2 separate regions of the Mus musculus genome follow, and region 1 is linked to region 2. The links are chromatin contacts, called in public HiChIP or PLAC-seq maps. All regions are on one chromosome and are shown on one strand. The core of a region is the stretch at or near the end of the contact, and the rest is flanking DNA. Distances in the headings are between cores, read along the strand shown. Region 1 has its middle 49 kb from the start of Ypel5. Region 2 overlaps Alk (anaplastic lymphoma kinase).

Region 1 (4,878 bases), core at 2,169-4,668, 610 kb after region 2:
TATGCTGCTTACTTATTCCATAAGCACAGGCAACTAGAAAAACCATCTCCCTTGAAGCATATCTAAGTAAGATAAATTTAACAAAAAAAGAAAACAAATTATGTCCTTTCCATAAAATGATCAAGAATGTTTGAAAAAGATCTAAGAAGAAATTCTAGAAGTGAAGTATCCAGAGTATTGGGGAGGATCAGAGGGACACACACACCCTGAGCCCCAGCAGTCCAAGGCAGAGCTCTGAGTTCACAGTCAGCCAGGGCTACACACTGAGTTCCAAGACAGCCAGAGCTACAAGACCCTGTCTCAAAAAAAATAAAAATGTAAATAAAAAAAAAAATATATATATATATATATAAGCACTAAATTAAAGGCTGAGTAGACTCTGCTTCGAGCTAAGGTTTACATAAAATCTTAAGGCTTAAGTCTCTCAGGAACATCTTTAAAAGCAACAGAGTGTCGTTAATTTCAGGGCCTGGAATATAATTCAGCCGGTAAAAGGCCTAACTACACAAACCTGTCGTCTGAGTTCGGTTCACAGAACCCACATAAAGAACCTCATACAGTGTCACACTCCTCCAGAGAGGAAGCAGAAATAGGAGAACTGCCTGGAAATTCACCACCAGCTGGCCTGGAGCATAAAGCACAAGAGCCAAGATAAGAGAGACCCTACATAAATGAGAGAGACCCTACATCAATGAGAGAGACGAGATCCTACATCAACGAGATGAAAGATGAGAACTGAATCCTGAAAGTTGACCTCTGCCCCCCAAGTGCTGCAGCACACACATATACATGCAGATTTGTCACATGCACACGCGCACACACACAAATTCATAAAAGATGTTTTCAAACACTTATCAATACATGAAAAACTTGAATCGAGTTCTGTTTCATTTTTTAACTTATTCTTTTCTTTTGTAGATTACATCCCATCCACAGTTTCCCTCCCTCCTCTCCTCCCAGGCGCTCCCCACACCTCCCCTCTCCCCCAGATGCCTTCCCTCCTCCAGTTCCCTTCAGAAAAGAGCAGACCTCCCAGGAGTGTGAGCCAAACTCAGTATAACAAGTTACAATCAGACTAGGCACATACTCTCGTTATCACGGCTGGATGAGGAGGAAAAAGTTCCCAAAAGCAGGTATAAGAATCTGAGGCACACTCACTCCCACTCTTAGGAGTCCCATAAGAACACCAAGCTACACAACTGTAACATACATGCAGAGGACCTGCCTCAGGCCCATACAGACTCCCTGACTGTCGCTTCACTCTCTGGGAGCCCTAGGAGCCCTGCTTAGTTGCTGAATCTAGTTGTTAAAGAGGTCAGCATGAGGCTGTGAGTCAGACACCCAACTCTGCATTCTCCTCTCAAGATAGTTGCTGAAAGTGGCCTGAGAGCCGGGAAGGGTGGGGGGGCGAGGATCAGAAGAAAATTGCAATGAATGTGCTGAGGATCTCAATAGAGACTGTGTTGTCTAAAGAGAGATAAGCATCAAAGCGCAGGCTCCTGTAAACGAATCTCAGGTTTTCAGGTGAGAGCCTGCTAGAGCCATCCACAAGAACCAAAAGGGGCAGCTTTCACGGAGACTCAAACAACTATCTTTCCCCTTTTTCTTCATTTTGAATTTCAAAATGGATTGAGTCTATGAGTATTTTACTAGCTCAACCATCTAAGTGAAGTAAAATAATAACAATAATTCATAATTGGCAAGAGAGTTCATTCCGAGTCTCAAATTAGCTCTACAACTTTCCAAACACAATGTTGCTCATTCGAACAAAACCTAGGCAAGCACCGTAGAGGGCATACAAAGGAAGTATGAATGCTACCAATTCTGTGCTCGTTCCGCTGCCCAGGCTCCCTAGAGCCTACATCATGTTCCCGGAGATGATTTTCAGCAATTACTGCAACCATGTATGTGAACCCCCATTATTTACACAATGCCCATCATTATTTAGACACTGTATCTGCCCTTCTTAAAGGAAGATAAGAATTGGATTCCCCCAATCACAACTAGTAAGAATGCTTACCCTTACCCCAAGACTAAGGTAATGTCACAGAAGTGGGTGAAAAGACAGCATGGGGCAGAGTATAGTGTAGACTGCTTAGAAATGGTGCCTTCTGGACACAACAAGGCTGTTGCATCCATGAACATACTACTATGGCTCCTTGCACAGATCAACGTGCCAACACAGATGGAGGAGGAGCTCTGAAGGATCCACCAGGAGCTGAGGGGCCACTGACAGCTGATGGCTACTATGGGAGGAGGAATCAGTTCTCTGCAGAAGTGGGGTCTCTGGTAGAGGACCCACGCACATGCATACAGCACTGACTAGATACAATGGGTTATGAAGGAGGACAGGGACAAAGAGGTACATATGATCAAAATGCATTATATACATGTATAAAATTCTCCAAGAATAAGTAGATCTTATTTCAAAGAACACAGAAATATCTAAATGAACCAAATGTTTTACATAAACCTTAGAAGGTTTGAGAATTTGCTGCCAAAATACTATGAAAACTCTATACTTTTCTCTATGTATTCATGAAAGTTTCTTAGGATAATATATTTGTTATTGCTTTGAGAATTGAATACATATGCACACTATATTTTGGTCATATACACATGCACTCTCATTTTCCCCCAACTCCTCCTATATCCACCCCTACCTTCTCCCAACCTCATGAAGGTTTTGAGTAGTGAGCAGGATTTTGCTGAGTAGCCAATCTAGCCTGATACTATGTTGTCCAGGCTGGCCTCAAACTTATAGCAACCCATCTACCTTAGCTTCCAAGTGCTGAGATTAGAAGAATGCAGCATCAGGTCTGGCTCTGATGCTGCTCTTCTGTTGACACTAAGGGTTGAAAACAAGGCTTTGTGCATGCTAGCTAGGCAAACACGGTCTCACTGAGATGTTTCCCTGGCCCTCTTTGGTGATAATTGCTTTAAAAGGAAATGGATACTTTGGGTAAGAGCCTGTGGAGAGAAAAGGGTGTTTGTGAAATCTAATTTGACTGTCTACAGCCACCACATGCCCAGCAGGTCTGTATTTCTGCCACATTATCTTTCGTGATCTGCATGCTGTTCTATGTTTGCTGAATTGCATCCTTCATTTTCTCACGTGTGTTCTCTGCTTTGAGTTGTTTCTATTTTGAGAAGGTTATATAAGATCCGCGTTTATTTAATACTGATGTCAGCATTTCGAGTGCTGTGAAATCATCTGTTTTGTGCTATAAATACACCAGTACCTGCTCATTCCAGTTATTAAGCTAAGTCATGTACACTTTACTTTGTGATACTGTGACTGACTCTTTCCACACCTTATTTCTAACTTGCCAGCAGGCTACCAGGCAGGCCCTCTCAATAAATAGGAGGTACTAAGAATAGAATGGATGGAGACAGAAGAAGGGAACATCTTCTGTGGCTTCCAGCTTCCTTCCTCTTTCTTAGAGCTTGCCTTTAGCAATGCTTCCTCACTCATTTACCCCCAGTTCTTTCCCATGCCAGCAACTGGATTCAGGGCCCCAATTATTGGCTCTAACCAGACAAGTCTCATCACATACCCTCAAGAGCTCATCACAACCAGCGAGGCCAGTGGACCTAATGGGTCACAAACCCTTTGGGAAATTAAATGACTTTTTCTTGTCAGATATTCTGCATATCAGATATTTCCATTATGATTCATAATAGTATCAAAATTATAAAGTAACAACGAAAATGATGATGGGGGTCACAATGATGAGGAAGTGTATTAAAGGGTCACAGCATTAGGGAGGTCAAGAATCACTGCGCTGGGCCCTTTCTCAGAGGTCAGATCCCAAATCATTCCTGGGAGCTTAGATATACCAGTGTTGGATGGAACAAACTACGCAGCCTTCCTCCAAGGTGAAAAGCCTTCATGACTCCAACCTCTCCTGTCTTTGCTCCCTCAGCTTTGATGGCTCCTGAGTGTAGGCTTACAGGTGATCCCACTAGGCTCCTCCCAGAAACCTAGGAAAGGCACCAGGCCTGGGTGGTGGTGTATAAAAGGACTACCCTTCCACCCCGGAAGCATTCTCTGTGCCCATGTGTTCTCAGCCGGTCTCTCTCTCTCTTCTCCTTTCTGTCCTTCTTTTGGTCCTTCTCTGTCCCTCCCTTCTCTGTCCTCATGGCTCCTGTCTGTCTGCCTTTACCCCTTCTCCAGGCCCTCATTCCCTTCCCTTCCCCTTTTATAAACCCCCTTTTGTACCAGGTCTGTTGCATGGTGTGATTTCTCCAGGGGCACCTTGGCATGGGCCCGCCAGGTACCACCATGGTTCCAGGTACCCACCGCTGCCTCTTGCCCTTCTAACACTTTGAGAGAAAATCCTATTTTGTTTGTTGCTTTCAGAAACCTAGGTAACAAATATATACATTATTAATAATTTCCTTGTTTTTAGCATTTATTTTATTTTTTTAAGTATGTGTGAACATATGTGAAGAAGTCCAAAAGAGGGTATAGGATCCCCTGGAGCTGGCATTGCAAGTGGATATGAACTGTGTAATGTGGGTGCTGAGAACTGGGTCCTCTGCAAGGACATGCTCTTAACCACTGCTAAGAGCAAGTTATCTCTCCAGCTCCATTATAAATAATTTGTATATACACTGACCTTTTTTAAAATGACTAGCAAGTCTTTTAAATAAATTATATCCTCTCTGAATCCCCTTGACTCTTTTGAAGTTCACACCATCAGTGATTCCACATATTTTGGCAGATTATGCTAATTTTTTAATTATTTTTAAATGATTGGGGTTTTTTTGAAATAGATGTCCTAGAGCTCAGGCTAGACTCGAACTCTGTGTGTAGTGGAGAATGACCTTGAACTGGCTTTCTAATTTGTATTATTGTTAATTATGTGCCCATGC
Region 2 (5,279 bases), core at 1,628-4,127:
TGCCGAAACAGGAAGTCTGAAGTAGAAGGTGGTGAGGTGAGTACTCCGAGAAATAGCCACTGTGCTGCCCCTCGCTGGCTTTTTAATGAGAATATCGCACCATCCCCCAGCCAGTGGCAAGAATTAAGGAAGTTACGCTCGACTCTTAGTTGTTCTGGTGTCGGGCCTCAGCTAACATCTGTGTGTGTACTGAGATGGTATTTCCCCGGGTAATGCCCTGAGACGGTCTGGCTAAAATAGCAGCCACTGAAGCTGGGAGTCAGTCCCATCCCTGATCGCCTCAATCGGTATGTGTATTCCGGCTGGATTCCCAGGGGATTCGTAAGTACAGCAGACACTGAGCATCCCTGTACCGTGTTATGTAAGTGTGCCCACTCATGGGTATCATCTGAGATACATGATTAGAGCACTGTTCCAGCTTACCCTGTGAGTGTGGTTTGAGAGATGGTTTGAATGAAAGGAGAAAGGGTGAGAAAGAACACATAAGGAATGCAGCCACCCTGCCACCTGTAGACAGGCCGGGAAGTAGGAAACTCAAGGTCAGTTGTTAATGAGACACATGGATACACACATACACACTCGCCTGTGCCCTGTGCACACGCACACGAGCACGCGCGCACACACACACACACAGAGGAGCATGACCACAGTGTCCAGACCTCCCCATAATGGAAGCTACTAGTCTTCAAGAACACTGACTGTTGTGGGTGTTTAGAAGTAGCCCCGTAGTAGACTGTGTGCGCACTCATATTTAACAGTTTGGCTTTGACCCTTGAGCCTCACTGGCTCCCTCATCTTCTGTGGGAACATCTCTCACACAGTCCCACTTTTTTTTTTACATTAAAAGAAGCTTATTTAAAAGGAAAAAAAATAATCCAGTCAAGGTAGAAAGGCTTAAGGAGAACAAGGCTCCCTCAAGCATGGCGGAGGCTGTTTTAAGACTAAATTAGATCCGTGAAAGCTCTTTGTACTCACTTGTACAATTGCATCCTGCCTCTCCTACCCTCGTGATTTTTAATGAATATAAAGTCTGAAATCCGGGAGGAAAGAGCATTTTGTTTTTTTTCTCTTCCACATAAGTATTTCAGTCTTGGTTTCTTGGAAACCCTTGACGGCCTTGATTCATGAATGAATCTTAATCCCTCTCTCCTCCTGTTTGTCTAAAGGCAGTGATTCACCCCAAATTATGCAAAAAAATCAAGAACATGTAAACTGGAAGTTGGATTTCTTAGTACGTGTGTTTCTCTTCCTTTGTTCTCATTTATGCATGGTAGGATGTTATTTCACAACAGCTCAAAAGGACTTTTAGGCACACACGCTTACAATGAAGACTTTGGGGACTTAAAGTGCCAGAAGCACAGAGGTAGGGTCACACAGAGGTTTCTTAAAGACAACATCTAGCCAGACGGTGCAGTGGTGTTGGTATTTCTGGGTAGCATTTGCCATCATTCTATGGATCAGACCTGAGACCTGCCTTATCCTAATAAGGAGAAAGACTGAACAGCGGTTTCAGGCTCTATTCCCTGCCCCAGGGGACCCTTTGTGGGTCATGGCTGTGATGGAAGGTGACACACTGTGTCTGGAGCAAGGTGACAGGTGAAATTGTCCAGAATGTCCTCACATTCTTATAGCTCCTCTTACAGGGAAGAGGAAGGGGTCCCAGATGCTGAGGCAGGACAGCTAGGTGAGTGGAGACGAGGAAGCCAAGGCATCCCCTCTTTTCCCATTTGGGCACCAAGGGAAGCTTAAGGCTCCCGTTAATCCCTTCCGATCTGGCAAGGATGAAATGTCCTTAGTAACTGATATTTTTTAAAGCCCCTTAAAAGTCCCCGGTGGCAGGTGATTGGTATTTTAAAGCACAAAATTTTAGTTAAGGGAATCAATCAATGAGTGAATCAATATTTGTTTAGCATCTGCAGTGTGCTTCACCGTACACCAGTTTGCAATAGCGCACAAAGATTAAGTATAACATATAGCTGCAAACAGGAAGAGGTTCTTTCTGCAACGCTTATAAATAGGCCTTAGTGATCAAAGGAGCTGAGTTCAAAACCCTGTTCTACTGCTTTGGAGAACTGTCTTATTTCCTCAAGTCTTAGTTTTATTCCCTAGATCTAAGTGTTAATGATATTTCATGGAATTTTCCAAGCATTCAATATGCATGGTGTTTGTAACATGTTTAGCTCATACAGAAAGCTCACTAGATAGCAGTGACAAGCACATTGTCTCGGGGAAACCAGAAATCCTTACTCAAGTTTTAAATAAAGACAGCCCTGGAAGTTAACAGAGAAACTGACAATGTAGGCTAGACCCTTCCACACAGTGGGGCTATTTTGTCATCTATATCGGTTTTGTTTTTGTTTGTTTGTTTGGGACAGGGTCTCACTATGCACACAGAAGAGGACATGGGATCTCCTAGAACCAGAGTTACAGTTAGTCCGTTGTGAACCTCCTATGAGTAGGTTCTGGGAACCAAACTCAGGTTCTCTGGAAGAACAAGTACCCTTAATACTGAATCATCTCTCCAGCTGCTTTAGTTCTAAAGAGTTGAACATGGAGTATGCTGTCATGTTCCTGGAAGTCTTTCTGAGGGACATGACTCGTGAAGCAGGGACCTAAAATTCCCAGCTCTACCTTGTCTAGCTGTGCCTGAGCCACACAGGTCAGACTGAAGGCCAGGGAGTAGGGTATGGAGGGCTGGAGAGTGGGGGTTTGAGCGAGTTGGGGGGGGGAATCTGACCTCTGTGTACTCTAGCGGTTACCTTACTCCTTATCAGATCCTCATCCTTAAACTCTTAAAACCCACCCCACACACCAGACTTCCTGTGCATCTTAAAACCCACCCCACCCACCAGACTTCCTGTGCATCTTAAAACCCACCCCACCCACCAGACTTCCTGTGCATCTTCTGAGTTCCCTTTTGGCTCTTAGGTCTTCCCACTGCATTCAGAGTGCTTTTAAAATCTTCTTAGTGAACAGCATAATTTATCTGCAACTAGTGCAGTACATTTAAAGTGCAGAACATGATGGGAAGAAGGGACCAGCAGGAGACAGAGGAGGGCAGAAGACAAGGCCATGGGAGGATAATTGTAATCAAAGCTCATTATGTGCACAAATTATAATATCATAACGAAACCCAATTATTTTGTACAATTAATATACGCTAGTAATTTTTTTGTTTAAAGGAAAAAGTGCATAATTTGATAATTTACACTGGTCTTTTACAGTAGGAAACCACAAAATGCATTCAAAATACAGAACCCTTCCATTATGTGCAGGTTTCCTGCTGTGTAATGCAAAGGCTCTCTTGTCTCTTCCCAGTCACGCTTCCTTCCCTATTTTCTGAAGATCTCCTGTCCAGATTTCTGTGAGTTTCGTATGCCAGTTCAGTTTGCAGTTTCTGGCATTCTATATAAATTGAAGCACACATTAAGAGGTTTCTTTTTCTTGTCTAATGACTTGTAGACTAATCTATGTCATATATTCAGTAAGCAATGTATTTTTCCTTATTTTATGTGCATGTGTGCAGCTATGTCTGTAGGGAGATGCATGCTACAGCTCATGCATGAAGGTCATCAAAATTAGGGTAAGTGGTTCTCTCTATCCTGTGAATCCCAGGGACTAAACTCAGGTCATCAACCTTGGAGGAACGCTCATTAAATCATGCCTTGTTATTTTCAGACAGGGCTCTATAGTCACACAAACTAAAGCTCCCTTATCTACTTGCCTATAGAGGGACCACTCAGTCATTTCCAGTTCTTAACTCTTGTGAATAAAGCTGCTATATATTTTAAGGTATAGGTTTGTGTGAACATTCACTTTTTATTTTCTCCCATAAACACACAGCAGTGGACTAGCTGGCTGGTTCCACTGGTAGTTTTAAAAGAGATATTCAAAGTGTTTTCCAAAATGGTGACACTATCTTCTGCTTGAAGTGGCGGTAATGAGAGTTTTAGTTCTTCATATCCATGCCAGCATAGAATACAGTCTGCAATGTGATCTGTCTTCCTAATTTAAGCCATGTCTCCAGCATCTTTCTGGACTCCATGGCCATTTGCCTATCTTCCTTCATACAGAATCTATAAGAAATAGCTTTCTGCCGGGCGTGGTGGCACACGCCTTTAATCCTAGCACTCGGGAGGCAGAGGCAGAGGCAGAGGGAGGATTTCTGAGTTCGAGGCCAGTCTGCTCTACGGAGTGAGTTCCAGGACAGCCAGGGTTATACAGAGAAACCCTGTCTCAGAAAAAAAGAAAGAAAGAAAGAAGGGAGGGAGGAGAGGGAGGGAGGGAGGGAGAGAGGGAGGGAGGGAGGGAGGGAGGGAGGAAGGAAAGAAAGAAAGAAAGAAAGAAAGAAAGAAAGAAAGAAAGAAAGAAAGAAAGAAAGAAAAAGAAATCACTTCCTATTTCTTTATTCAGTGGATAAAAGAAATTTATTATATATAGCAAAGCTTTCTTCCCTTTTGAGGTTTGGGTTTTCATGTTTTATTTCTTTAATTTAAAATTTTTATTTTCTTCAAACTCATTGTCTAGCTGAAGATAGCCTTGACCTTCTGAGCCCATGTCTATACTTCTTTGAGTGTGGGGCATACACCTTAGTTTGATGCATTACTGGGGATTGAACCTTAGTTTGTGCTAGAAACACACTCCTAGCCAAGCTATATTCCTAGCCAATGATGTTAAATAGAATCTTGTGACAAAAATATTTTAAAGTTTTGCTAAATACTTATTGGTCAATAATGGTTTGCATTGTTCTTTAAGATCTTTGTAGTGTAGAGAAAATTTTTGTTCACACAAATGTTCAAGGATTTTCTTTTAGAAATTTTCAGGGCTGAAGAGAGAGCTCAGTGCTTAAGAGGGTTTACTGTTCTTGTAGAAGACAGCAGGTCGGTTCCCAGCACCTCAAATTGCTCCAATTCCAGTGTATTCAATATCTTTTTTTAGCCTTTGAACACACACACACACACACAGAGAGAGAGAGAGAGAGACAGAGACAGAGACAGAGACAGAGACAGAGAGACAGAGATATATAGATATAGGTATAGGTATAGGTATAGGTATAGGTTTAGATAGAGAGAGAGAGAGAGAGAGAGAGAGAGAGAGAGAGAGAGAGAGAGAGATTAGATATAGATATAGATATAGATATAGATATAGATATAGATATAGATATAGATGGATGGACAGATAGGGACAGACAGATAGACAGACAGATATACAGATAGATAATCTTTACAGAAATAATTTCTTCTTGGAATGTTGAGCTTTGGAGTTTCTGTTATCTTCAT

The links. HiChIP or PLAC-seq counts read pairs in DNA pulled down with a chosen protein or histone mark.
Region 1: an H3K4me3 HiChIP or PLAC-seq map of bone marrow-derived macrophages shows a contact between it and region 2, with 8 times the contacts expected there. The contact joins two enhancer-like sites. A contact is called at or near these places in 1 of 484 Hi-C or Micro-C datasets (the N1E-115 cell line) and 1 of 115 datasets of contacts at active chromatin or transcription factors (bone marrow-derived macrophages).

The regions. Positions count from the first base shown.
Region 1 is chr17:72,784,838-72,789,715 of GRCm38.p6, forward strand. No RefSeq gene overlaps it. Among named protein-coding and RNA genes, the nearest start is that of Ypel5, 49 kb to the right of the region's middle. Within about 2 kb of position 3,419, at least 36 of the 459 cell types and tissues checked have an H3K27ac peak or open chromatin away from gene starts, as enhancers often do. A contact at or near this core is called in bone marrow-derived macrophages, where this site is marked.
Region 2 is chr17:72,179,799-72,185,077 of GRCm38.p6, forward strand. All of the region lies in intron 4 of Alk (anaplastic lymphoma kinase), which reads right to left. Among named protein-coding and RNA genes, the nearest start is that of Gm41613, 53 kb to the left of the region's middle. Within about 2 kb of position 2,878, at least 9 of the 459 cell types and tissues checked have an H3K27ac peak or open chromatin away from gene starts, as enhancers often do. A contact at or near this core is called in bone marrow-derived macrophages, where this site is marked.